2 separate regions of the Manis pentadactyla genome follow, and region 2 is linked to region 1. A link is a contact called in public Hi-C data. All regions are on one chromosome and are shown on one strand. Each heading gives the region's core, a stretch centred on a gene start, on an enhancer-like site or on the middle of the called end of the contact. The rest is flanking DNA. Distances are from core to core; before and after follow the strand shown.

The links. Hi-C and Micro-C count contacts between places; a contact is called where the count stands out from the background.
Region 2: a contact with region 1 is called in a Hi-C map of skin fibroblasts, with 16 times the contacts expected there. The contact joins the promoter of LOC118933045 here to the promoter of LOC118933132 in region 1. A contact is called at or near these places in 2 of 3 Hi-C or Micro-C datasets (fibroblasts and skin fibroblasts).

What each region holds. Positions count from the first base shown.
Region 1 is chr9:44,774,816-44,781,625 of mManPen7.hap1, reverse strand. It overlaps LOC118933132 (olfactory receptor 51Q1), which reads right to left and starts at 4,009. Exons shown (of 1, transcript XM_036927108.2): 1 at 3,044-4,009. The coding sequence starts at 3,997. The coding sequence ends at 3,044.
Region 2 is chr9:45,006,704-45,013,547 of mManPen7.hap1, reverse strand. It overlaps LOC118933045 (olfactory receptor 52B4-like), which reads right to left and starts at 1,303. Exons shown (of 1, transcript XM_036927014.2): 1 at 341-1,303. The coding sequence starts at 1,303. The coding sequence ends at 341.

The DNA.
Region 1 (6,810 bases), core at 2,760-5,259:
TGGTTATTATTTGCAAAAAGATTCGTATGCACCTGGATGGAATTGGGTGCTTTCTGCAGTAGAAGCCTGAGCTATCTTCCACTCAAATTAGTATAATCCATTTAACATCTCTAAAAAGCTGATTCAATCCTATGTCTTATTGTATATCTCATTTAAAACAATTCACAATGAGATAGTAAGACCATCCACTAAATTTTATGAAATATAAACATATTTCCATGATCAAGTGTGACCCATATAGTTATTTACATTCTGGACAGTGGATAACTTATGCAGAAGCATTTCTAATAAAAGAGTTTCCAAAAAACAAATCTATTTTTAAACTGAAATATATCATGCTGTTTCTTAAGTCATACAAATATATGCAAGCACACGCACACAAGGAAAATAATAAACAATTTTTTCTTGGGAAGGGAAACAGGAAGGTTGAAGAACAAAGAACAAGGGCAAGCTTCCTGATTTAACCTTCATTTGATTTTCAGTTAAATTTTGGCTGTTGTCTGGAGTTCATGATCTGTGACCATAAAATTCAAATGACAGATAATTCTCATCAAAATATTATTGAGAAGACAGAGATAATTCTCAGCAGTTGCCAAAAAGGTGTTCTGCAGACTGACAGAAGCCTGTCAACAGAAGCCTGTTGACTTTTGAGTCAACGCATGCCTTATCTTCAATTACTTAGCGTTTGTAATGGTCACCAGGAAGTCAATCAGGCCATTTGTTGGTTATCAAACAACTTATTTTGTCCAAGATTCCCCTTTATGTTTCTAAATCCTAGTCCCTTCACAACTGAAGTATTTTTGCTTTCTTCTCTCACAACTAACCTTAATTTTACAGTTACAGAAACAGAGGCCATGGATTCTTGGTTGTATTAGTTTGTGAGGGCTATTGTAACAAAGTAACACAGACTGGATGGCTTAAACAACAGAAATTGGTTTTCTAACAATTCTGGAGACCTGTCATAATTTCCTACCAGTCTGGCTTCTTTTGAGGTGTCTCTGTCCTGGCTAGGAGATGGCTGTGTTCCCCCTTCGTCATCTTGTCTTCTTCCTGTCCTGTGCTTCTCTGTGTCCTAATCTCTTCTTATAAGGATACCATCCTAATGACCTCATTTGAATTTAATTACCTCTTTAACAACCTCATCTCTAAATACAATCAAATGCTAAGTTATACAGATTAGAATTTCAACATATAAATTTCTTCGGGGACACAATTCAACCATGACATTGGTGGATCTCATTGTCATGAAGCTAGTTTTGCTGTCACTTCAACCTTCAGCGCCCACCCACCCCCATCCAGGGAAGTCTTTAGGGCAGAAGCGGGGAGCAGCTGTACATGCGGACAATTACCATTTAGCCTTCCTAATTCCCTTCTTACAAGGGTTGAAATCACAGTTGTCCTCATAAATGTTCCTATACATAATCTGCAGTGTAACTTTTTGGAAGGGAGAAGGAGAAAAGAATTCACAGAAGTGGAGCACCTGTTAAGCCTAGGAGTAATGGAAGACACACTGTGTTTCATTTGAAACTCTCAGTAGCCTTATGAGATCGATATTATTATCCAAGTCTTAGAAATCCAAAAAATAAATCTCAGGGAGTTTAATAAGCTGGTAAAAGAAAGTCAAACAATTAGTAATGAAGATAAAAAAAGAGATCATTAATGGTGTCATGTGTTCCCTTCAGACACTGGCACAACCCAAGGTTTATTTTACCCTAATGTTGTTTTGGGAGATTCTCAACCTTATACCATGCATTGAAAGAAAAGTCTCCTTTGGTCCATATTCTTACCTATTTCCTTGACTGTTTTTTTAATACTTGAATTCCTGATCCTAGTTTTCCTTACTCTGAGACTGCATTCGTTTCCCATTCTGCAATGTATTTCCCTATGCCAGTTGACTCATGCTTCTCTAGATAAGCATGCTAACTTTTAGACTCTGGTATAGAAATAGGAAAATAAGGGAGGAAAAGGATACTGGTGGAGAGAGATATACCCTTTCCCCATTTGCTCCCTTCCTTTCACCTCCCAATCCTCCCTCCCACTATGCTCCCACTGAAGCCTGCCTATTTTGATCTAAATCTAAGTTGGTCCTACAATTGACTCTCTGCACTATGAGTTCAGTAATTAAAAGCTGTGACCCCAAATTATGGCTGTGCTTCAAATGGATATTTTTGAGAGAGCCTACCTGGTTTCCACAAAATTATCTTTATGATCATTAAGGTCATGCCCATTCTATCACAAATTTTTTAGCATGTAATCCATGATGCCAAAGGGAACCTGCCCGAAGAATATGAACCACATTAAGGACATTAAGGTTTTAAAAACAAAAGTCTGTTCTGGTCAGAAAAATGAGTTCCTGTTTTCACAAATATCACCTGTAGACTTCCTTGACATTTTAATTCTAAATGCTAAGGACCTCTAGCAAGGAAGGAGCCTTACTCTGGCTGTTGGGAATCTAACCACCCAACCCCAATCTTTAGACTTGGCATGTGTTCATTTTGTCTGCTCAAATCATTACAGGTGTTAATTAGGTAAACCTGAATAGTTGAGAAACTTGGTTTGTATCCATTCTCTTTTAAAGTTTTATCACTCTTTTGCAAAAGGAAGTCAGAGCACACCTACACAGGAGGAGATGTCAGGGCGATGGAGCTGGTTCTCCTGAGTGCCCAAGCGGAGCTGCCCAAGGGAGTGGGTGATGAGAGCAAAACGAAGGCTTTCCTTCAGACTTATTTTAACCGTGCCATGGGAAAGAAGATATCTAGAAATGAAGACAAAACTTAAATGGGTCTTTACTCAGTCGATGAAGCTCATCCCACTGGCTGGTAAAGGTGCTAGAATTTAATCAACTCAGGTCTGCCTCTCTTTTGGATGGAATGTTTGCTGTTAGCTCCTCCCAGACAGAGGCATGCCAAAAGCCAAAACCATGTCATACTGTCTTAAAAATAGGATGGGGTTTTATTTTATAGTCTCCATTTCCCAATTCTGACTGTACTCTCCCTGTAAGCCTATGACTCTACCTCCTGTAAAATCTAACAAATCCATTCTTTTACCTTAAATGCATGTTTTTTTGGGAAAGGAGGCTGGTAATTCCCTGGCGGATCTGCTTAGTCTTTACACTGTAAATTATGGGGTTCATCACAGGAGGTGCCAACAGGTAGACACTGGCCATGATAACATGGACCAGTGGAGAGACATGCTTGGCAAATCGATGAGTCATAGATACCCCAACCATGGGGACATAAAGCACCAGCACAGCCAGAATGTGGGACAGGCAGTTGTTGAGGGCCCGGCGCCGCTCAGCCATGGAGGCTACTCCCAGGACACTTCTCAGAATCATTGCATAGGAGAGCACAATGAGCAGAGGGTCCATCACAATAATGAGCAAAACCAGAGCAAGTCCATACCAGCTGTTGACCCGCGTGTCCTCACACACCAGGCGAATCATATCCTGGTGGAGGCAGTATGAGTGAGACAGAAGGTGGGAGCGGCAGAAGGGCAGGCGCTTGAGGAGGAAAAGAGAGGGAAGAACAGCCAGAACACAGCGGCAGACAATGGCTAACCCAATCTTGCCGATGACCTCATTGGTGAGGATGCTGGCATAATGGAGGGGGCGGCAGATGGCCACATAGCGGTCAAAGGACATGGCCAAGAGCACAGAAGATTCCATGAAGGAGAATGTGTGAATGAAAAATAACTGTGCAAAGCAAGCTTCAAAGCTGATCTGACCAGTGTTGAACCAGAGGAGCTGCATGACGGTGGGCAGGGTGGTGAGGGTGAGACCCAGGTCAGTCAGGGCCAGCATGGAGAGAAACAGGTACATGGGCTGGTGGAGGGATGGCTCTTTGCGGAGGACAGCGAGGACGGTGGTGTTGCCCAGGATGGAGGTGACGTAGAGACAGCAGAAGGGGATGGAGATCCAGATGTGGGAGGCCTCAAATCCAGGGATGCCCATGAGGATGAAGTAGAAGGGGTCTTGGGTGGTGTTAGTCTCCTCAGACATGCTCTTTGAATGGAAAACCAAAATATGCGAGTTCCACAGTAGAATCCCATCAGTGTGCTACTTCTATAGAGTCATTGTCTGCTCAATTTAGTATGCAATTATATGTCAGGCTTGGTTTTTATACTGCCCCTGAGCGATGCCCCAGCCAGAGCACTAACACGCAGAATTACAGGTTCTTCTGCTATAAATATCTAATTAAACCGACCTTGTTTTTTCAACTCTCATACCTGCCACTATGCACTAAAGTTTAGCTTTATGCTTTCTGAAACCTTATACTATGGATTCCACTAACTCTTGTATATATGTATATGTTCATTTAAACTTACACATATGCATTTACCAGCTGAAACTTCTCTCATCAATATGTCAAACCCAGAGACATTTTTAGTTCATCTTATAGTTGACACACAGGAAAATAAGATTCAGCTGACCACTTATCTCTATTCAGTTGGATGGAAATATTATTGATAGAGGGAAGCATGACAATGTCCGGGTGTCTTGTTTGTGCAATTCGGTGGCTCATAGTGATGGTTGTTTTGTCTGGAACATTAGAGTGGGAGGAGACTCTGGGAGAAAGATCACAGGTTTGTTTTGTGCACATTGAGTTTGATGTTCATAGGAGCTGCCCAAGAGAAATGACAACTGAGCACATGGATATGAGGCCCCAAAGGACAGAGAAGAACCCTGCCAGGAGAATAGGCATATGGATGGTAGCTGAGAACCTAGAAGTTGACGTTGACAATGTAAGCTAGAATTCAGGGTGAGAAAGGAAGAAGGTCGAAGACATATCTATAGAGAAATGTAAAATTTAGCACTTGGGTAGGTGTGGGAGAAAAGAAAACCCAAAAACTGTGAAGGACTGCCTAGATAAGTGGGTGGAAAACAATGAAAATGGGAATCAGAGGCCAAAAAGGTAAAGGGGGTGTGGCGTGGGCCATGCTGCTCATGCTGTTTGACAAGGTCCAGGCACGAGGAGGAATCCTGAGAACAGGAAACCTCATAGCTGGCCCCTGCTAATTCCCGCACTTATTTTTGCAGTTATGATGTTGGTGATTGGGCTCATATATGGGAAATCTTATGTATTTAAGATTTCTTAATCTTTAGTAAATAACATAACCCAAAATATTGATCAAAGCAGCAATTCCAGAAATGAAAGCAATATTACAGAACCAACTGTTCCGGCATACTGCCACAAAGAAGTGAGGCAGAACCCAGGCCTCTCAAAACTAGATGCAGTTTGTTCCTCCTTTTGTAACAATTGAAACATGATTAACCAGGAGTTATGGTAAACTGGGCCATAGAAAAACCCCCATAGAAAAACCCATTTTTCCAAGAAATTTATATGAAACAGCAAAGTAATAAAGATTAGTAGTCCCCACTGCCCAGGGTCCCCCTTATGTTGCTTATAATATTAGAAGATACCTCTGGTATCTACCCCTTATAGAAAGAATTTATGAGCAAAATAGGAAAATTTATATTTATAATATCCCATATATAAAAGTTTATAATAAATTAATGATAAAATATTATTATAATGGTAAGGTAGTAAGAGCAGATTTAGCGTCATTATATGAAAGATTAAAGAAGACTGCAAGGCTCTGGTGCCTGTGGACACAAGAGGAAAAGTATAAACATCTGAAATTGTGGAATGAATATTATGAAAGAATAAGGTGTTTTTATTTTATTTGTAAGAATGTTGAATGGGTGATAGGAGTGCCATCCCTAGACTTTAGATATAAGCCTAAACCCACATGTGTAGGATAAGATTTAATTAATACTACATTTAATAACCAGAAGACATATAGCTTGCATTTTATATAACCTGCTTAAACTTTACATAGCCTTAGACACATATCTTAAACTCTATATAATCTTACATGCTTATAAGTAAAAATCAGCCCACACGCTTAGCCCACACACTGTCTTACGCCATTTCCTGTCTAGCTCCTAGCACGTAACCTACATCTCTGGCCAAAAAGGTTAAGGGAAAGTTAAACATCAAATGTTACAAGAAAGCTGTTCAAAAAAATGATAACATCTGTAATGAGCCAGAATTATACAAAAACTGAAAGGAAAAAACATTGTACCATCCATGATCAAAGAAAATGTGTAACATTATGTAAACCTTAAAAAGATATAAAAATAAAAACCCTGCTACTTGATGTCAGGAGATGTTACAACCTTAACTGGGTGTTTCGTCTCCTCACTCATCTCACTCGCCGACGCTGTCCTTTCCTTCATGACCCACACCTCGGCTGGAGCTGGACTCCGGCAGGGGAGGTCACCAGTTTAGTGCTGCTCAGATGCTCAGAATAATGAGTACCGGAAAACATCTATTCAATTTGGTGATGTAAATGTTAGCAGTAGTCTTTTGGAAAGGTATTTCAGTAGGGTGATGGGTTAGACCAAATTCCTGTGAAGGGTTGTTCAGTTTCTTTCTGTAGACCATGATTCCAAATGGAGCTATACTGCCTCCAAGTGGATGAATGCAGACTTTTATTTTTTAAATAAAAGAATTGATATAAATTCAGTAAATGGTTATTAATTTTCAGAGTGTTCTGAGAAGGAAAGCTGTGAACTTTCTTTTGGGAAAATATACATATCACTTAGTAGGTTATTACAATTCATGGAATCTAACCATATTCCCCCTAAAGGGTCCATCAATGACAAAGACTCCCTGGAAAATCATTAAACTCAGGAATTTAGAAAATAATACAAAAAAGAATTAGGGGAAGTGGCAAAAAGTATATGAATATATATTTTTTGCATTATAAAAATAAAAGTTAAAAACATTCAAAATATTTTTTTGGAAG
Region 2 (6,844 bases), core at 54-2,553, 230 kb before region 1:
TGTCAGAGCTGGAGAAGCTCAGTGAGGAGAGGAGGCCAGAGCCCTGTTCTCACTTCATCTACTTCTAAAGCTCATGCTGGGGTCATTAGGATAAATGACTTCTGAAAACCAGTCCATCCTGCCCCCGGGTCCTGGCGAGGTGGCTTGCTCAGTCAGATGAGGCGCTGCCCTCTCAGGTTGTTCTGACAATGGGATATTGTAGTAGGAGTTAAGTCCTGCAACATCCCTGGTGAACTTGCCTCAGAAACAGAACTCCCTGAACTCTTTCTAGTGTTTTAGCTGACCCCACCCACCCACCACTTCCACGGACCATTTCACAGATAGCTAGAGATCCCGAAGCTCAGTTCTTAGACCAAAGTGATTTCTGCTTTGTAAACAACATGTGAACCACCTGCTCCCGGATCTGCTTGGCCTTGACCCCATAAATGATGGGATTCAGCATAGGTGGAGCAAGCATGCAGACATTAGCCAACAAGATGTGGGTATGAGGTGGAATGTGGCGTCCAAACCGCTGAGTAAGGATTGTGAAGATCCCAGGCCCATAAAAGAAGATGATGACACAGACATGGGAGCCACATGTGTTGAGAGCTTTGTGTCGAGCTTCTCGGGAAGGGATATTGAAGACAGTATGGAGAATCAGCACATAGGAAACAAATATTAGCACAACATCTAAAACCACTGTTAACATTAGGATGGAAAACCCATACCAGATGTTCACCCGAATGTCATCACAAGCGTATTTGGCCAAGCCAATATGTTCACAAAAGGTGTGTGGAATAACATTATTTTGGCAGAAAGTCAGTCTTTTCACGAGAAATATGATGGGAAAAAGTGTACAAAAACTTCTCAGAAAGATGGTCACACTAATTTTCCCAATCAGTGCATGTGTAAGAATAGTGGTGTATCTCAGTGGGTAGCATATGGCAATGTAGCGGTCAAATGCCATCACCAGCAAGATCCCTGACTCAGAGATGAAGGTGGAGTGTATGAAGAAGAGCTGAGTGATGCAGCGACCCAGGGAGATCTCCCCAGCATGGAACCAGAAGATGGCCAAGGCCTGAGGCACTGTGCATGTGGAGAGGACAATGTCTGCTCCAGCCAGCATGCAGAGGAAGAGGTACATGGGCTCATGGAGGCTGCGCTTTGTGAGGATGATGCAGATGAGCAGGCTGTTCCCAAGCAGGGCGATGACATAGGAAATGAGGAAGGGGATGGAAATCCACATGTGCTGGTCCTCAAGGCCAGGGATGCCCAGCAAGCGGAAGACTGTGTGGCTAACCCCAGTGTGGTTTAAGGAAGTCATGCCTGCCGCAGATGATCTGGGACCTCACTTCCTGTACATAGAGGGAGGAAAATACATATTCTTTCAAATATACTCTTGTGAAGAATTATATTAAGATATTAATACCTTGTTGCTCATGTAATTGTATATTAATGATACCAAAAAAAAAAAGATGTTAATATCTTTGTGAACTCACCAAAGCTTTTGCATATCTCATACACTCCACTCCTTTAAACATGCAAATAACAGAAAATATGCAGAGATGAAAGGATAAGATCTGGGCTCATGTGAGTGACAGCCAATTACACTTATCTCCAGCTAATCAAAATAAGATACTATTGTATGTATTTCACTTTCCAACAGGATTATGTATATACAGAGGAAACCATTATGCATACCTGCAGAGACTACGACAAGGTGGTACTTGAACTTGACCTTGAATAGACTAGCTTATCATAAAGTGAAGAATGAAGAGAAGGGAGGCAGCATATGAAAAGGTGAATATACAGATCAACGCACAGGATGTATGTGATATGTTTCCAGCTCAGGGTGACAGGTGCACAGGGGGTGCTGAAGAGGGCAGGTGAGGGTCAGACAGGCATTTTCCTGATGGTGAAGGGCCTTGATCCCAACTTCACACTTAGAATTCCAACCTTTACACAGGGGGAGCTATTAGTTGTCTTGAAGCTATTAGTTTAGAACGATCACCTTTGAAGGTTTATTGGAACAGTCATGGACTGAAAAGACTGAATGTTAAAAGGCCAGCTGTGTGCCAGGAATAGAATAGATCTGAATGTAATACAGTCACAAGAAATTAAACTAATATCTATTAAGCATCATTTTATGCCAAGGATTATAGTATGCACATTGCACATGTCACTTTATATATTCTCCCTATAGGGTGCAGATGTGCACTCTGGGAGGTGTGTGCTATCTCCACTTTACATCTAAAGAAAGTGAGACTCAGAGAATGTGAAAGACTCACCAAATTTCATAACTAGTAATTGATAGGAATGAGTTTGAAATCTCTCTGATTTTGCCACATATACCTTGCTTACCTGCGAAGAGCACTAAGATAGCTTTCAGAGGTAGCAGACGGGGCTTGTGTGCCTGAGATCTTTCTGCTGCACACATCTCAGGGAGCTAAGCTGAGAAAGGGCTGAAATTGGAAAAAATAGGCATTATTAGTGGGGAGGCGGTCAGAACTTGATATTTGGAAGATTCTTCTGTTGATAGAAACTAACAGGTACTTTCATCATTTACTTCCTAGTATATTTTACTCATGAGCCTCATCATTCAGCAAGTATATTTTGAGCAGTGACTCTTTCAGGCATGTTCTCAAGTCCTAACTGGGTTTATGGCTTGAGAGAATGGTGGATATGTAAGCAGATAGGTTAGTAAAGTATTCCAGTGTAATGGGCTCAGAAGGCACCTTCTGAGAAGACAGCCATGTCCAATCCCATTTTCATCAGAATGAAGAAATGGTGGCAAATAATAAAACACCCTCTTCATGAGGTTTCTGAGGATATTAAATGAAGGAGTATCTTAAAACATCTAGCTCAGTGGCTAAGATAAATCTATGCTCTTTAACATTTCTTCCACTCCAGTTCCCTCTCTTGGTGGCCTTGATTTTTCTTTCTGAGGAGGAAAAGGGTTCCTAGTTCTCACACCTTCTCAGATGTCCTGGCTGCCTCCCAAGAGCCCCCTCCAATGTCTGGCTCAGCAGAGGTGACCACAATTCCCTGCCAGTTCTCAGGGTTTTTCCATGTGTTTCCAAGAGTGGTCCACAGTCTTAAGTAAATGTGTTTTCTGTTTTCCCTTTTCTAGTCTGTAGAGCACTTGCCGATTACTGAAAGACTCAGCTATTTGCCACACATCAGTAACTTCCACTGCTCTCCCCCTCCATCCCTAGACCTCGCCCTCCACTTCTGCCATACCCACCCAGACTGCTGGTCTTTACCATTCTGTGTGCTCACACATCCATAGTCTCCAAGGGTCCTGTGGCCTCTGGCCTGTCTGGGACACAGCACTAGCCAGTCTTTACCTTGATCCTGGACCCACCCCACCCCAGATGTCTAATCCACTTACCAGACTTAGCCTGAGACTTCAGAAAGATGTAGGCATGAAATCTGAGATCTGTAATAAAATTTAGCTGTTGTGGCTCAGGAGCTGGACGTTTTATCCTCTTTCATGGAACCCTTGAGGGAAGCACACTAGGGCTCCAGGGACAGAGCTGTCTCCGCCAGCCCCACCCTCCTCCCAAATGGGCTGGGTCCCTAAACCATATCCCATCTCCCACCCTTCCTCCTGCTCCTCTTCTCTCCTGCTTTATTCCACATGCTCTGATACACAAGCTTTTCCCACCTAATTTAGCCTTTTAATGAATGTTAAACCCATGTTCAACGGGAACATACTCATAATTAATAATGTACCTATGATTTATAAAGCTTTGTTTTTTATGAAAAGGATTATGTTAAAACTATATGCATCCCCAGGTTTTCATAAGTCTATAATTTCAGGGTTTTAAATCATATTTAACTACTGTCCAAGGGTATGTATACACATAGATAACATTACATACTTAACAGTTAGAAGAAGAGGTATGAGTCTTGATTACCTGTTTGTATTTTACTTCCCTGCCTCCTTTGGCTGCTTTTGGGATTTTTTTTTCTCTTAATTTTCAGTTTGATCATGATGCATGAGGCATAGCTTTATTTGTTTTTATCTTCTCTGAGGTTCACTGAGCTTTTTTGAATCTGTAAATTTATTATTTCATTTTGAGACCCCAACTACACATACGTTAAGACTTCTCAACATTGTTCCACCAGTACCTGAAGGTGTCTTCATTGTTTTTCTTTCTTACTTCTCAAATTGGACAATTCTATTGCTAATTCTTATGGTTAATTAGTACAGTTACCTTAGTCAAAGAGTAAATACCTTTTTAGTTTTGTTAGATACTAAGGATTCCCTCCATAGTGGTTGTACCATATTTCATTACTACTAGCGATATCTGAGAGTGTTTTTTTCCTTATAATCTCACCAGCAGAGTATGTTGTCAGGCTTTTGAACATTTGTCAATCTGATAATTTATCAAATGTGGTTGACCATCTGCAAAAATGGCTGCCAATTATCCCTCCCTCTGCTCCACACACGTGCCATTTTCCGCATCATGAGATGAAGTCTATTCTCCAACCCCTTCAATTTAGGATGACCTCATGACTTTCTTTAACCAATGGAACAGGGCTGAAGCCACGTTGTGTGAATTCCAGGGCATATGAACCTTGCCACTTCTATTTTGCCCTATCAAAGGTCAGTAGCCATTAACAAGCATAGGATAGATAATGAATGGGACCATGTGGAGAGGGAACATGCTGAGGGCAACCAGCATCGCGGGTGACACCATAGAGGCAATGGCTTTGCTTTACTCACTTCCTTAAAGCCTGGACCTGAGCTGTTCTTGAATTACTGGAGGCACATGATAAATATCTGTTGTATAAAATATGATTGAATGAATAAACTAATATTTGAAAGCTAGAAATGTGTGGCTTCAGTTCTGGGAGTAACTTCGAAGGTGCTTGGGTACCCTGACGCCAGGTGAGTGCCCATCAGGGGAAGCCTGATGGAGTTCAAGGATGTTTGTGTAGAATTTGGATGATGCCAGAGAGTGGGATCTGGGAGCCTCTCACTATTCAATTTCAAGGAGGAGTTTCTCAAGAATTCCCACCTGAGCATGGTAATGGAGGCAGGTAGACATTTTGTTGTAGGCCACCTTCCCAGCAATATTTCCCATTTCATATTTCATAACTGTTTCTCAGAAATAGTACATAATTCGAACGTGGATGCAAAAATACTCAACAAAATATTAGCAAACTGAATTCAAAAATACATCAAAAGGATCATACACCATGACCAAGTGGGATTCATCCCAGGGATGCAAGGATGGTACAACATTCGAAAGTCCATCAATATCATCCACCACATCAACAAAAAGAAAGACAAAAACCACATGATCATCTCCATAGATGCTGAAAAAGCATTTGACAAAGTTCAACATCCATTCATGATAAAAACTCTCAGCAAAATGGGAATAGAGGGCAAGTACCTCAACATAATAAAGGCCATCTATGAAAAACCCACAGCCAACATTATATTGAATAGCGAGAAGCTGAAAGCATTTCCGCTGAGATCGGGAACTAGACAGGGATGCCCACTCTCCCCACTGTTATTTAACATAGTACTGGAGGTCCTAGCCACGGCAATCAGACAAAACAAAGAAATACAAGGAATCCAGATTGGTAAAGAAGAAGTTAAACTGTCACTATTTGCAGATGACATGATACTGTACATAAAAAACCCTAAAGACTCCACCCCAAAACTACTAGAACTGATATCGGAATACAGCAAAGTTGAAGGATACAAAATCAACACACAGAAATCTGTGGCTTTCCTATATACTAACTATGAACCAACAGAAAGAGAAATCAGGAAAACAACTCCATTTACAATTGCATCAAAAAAAATAAAATACCTAGGAATAAACCTAACCAAAGAAGTGAAAGACTTATACTCTGAAAACTACAAGTCACTCTTAAGAGAAATTAAAGGGGACACTAACAGATGGAAACTCATCCCATGCTCATGGCTAGGAAGAATTAATATCGTCAAAATGGCCATCCTGCCCAAAGCAATATACAGATTTGATGCAATCCCTATGAAACTACCAGCAACATTCTTCAATGAACTGGAACAAATAATTCAAAAATTCATATGGAAACACCAAAGACCCCGAATAGCCAAAGCAATCCTGAGAAAGAAGAGTAAAGTAGGGGGGATCTCACTCCCCAACTTCAAGCTCTACTATAAAGCCATAGTAATCAAGACAATTTGGTACTGGCACAAGAGCAGAGCCACAGACCAGTGGAACAGACTAGAGAATCCAGACATTAACCCAGACATATATGGTCAATTAATATTTGATAAAGGAGCCATGGACATACAATGGCGAAATGACAGTCTCTTCAACAGGTGGTGCTGGCAAAACTGGACAGCTACATGTAGAAGAATGAAACTGGACCATTGTCTAACCCCATATACAAAAGTAAACTCAAAATGGATCAAAGACCTGAATGTAAGCCATGAAACCATTAAACTCTTGGAAGAAAACATAGGCACAAACCTCTTAGACATAAACATGAGTGACCTCTTCTTGAACATAGCTCCCCGGGCAAGGAAAACAACAGCAAAAATGAACAAGTGGGACTATATTAAGCTGAAAAGCTTCTGTACAGCAAAAGACACCATCAATAGAACAAAAAGGATCCCTACAGCATGGGAGAATATATTTGAAAATGACACATCCGATAAAGGCTTGACGTCCAGAATATATAAAGAGCTCACACACCTCAACAAACAAAAAACAAATAACCCAATTAAAAAATGGGCAGAGGAACTGAACAGACAGTTCTCCAAAAAAAGAAATACAGATGGCCAACAGACACATGAAAAGATGCTCCACATCGCTAATTATTAGAGAAATGCAAATTAAAACTACAATGAGGTATC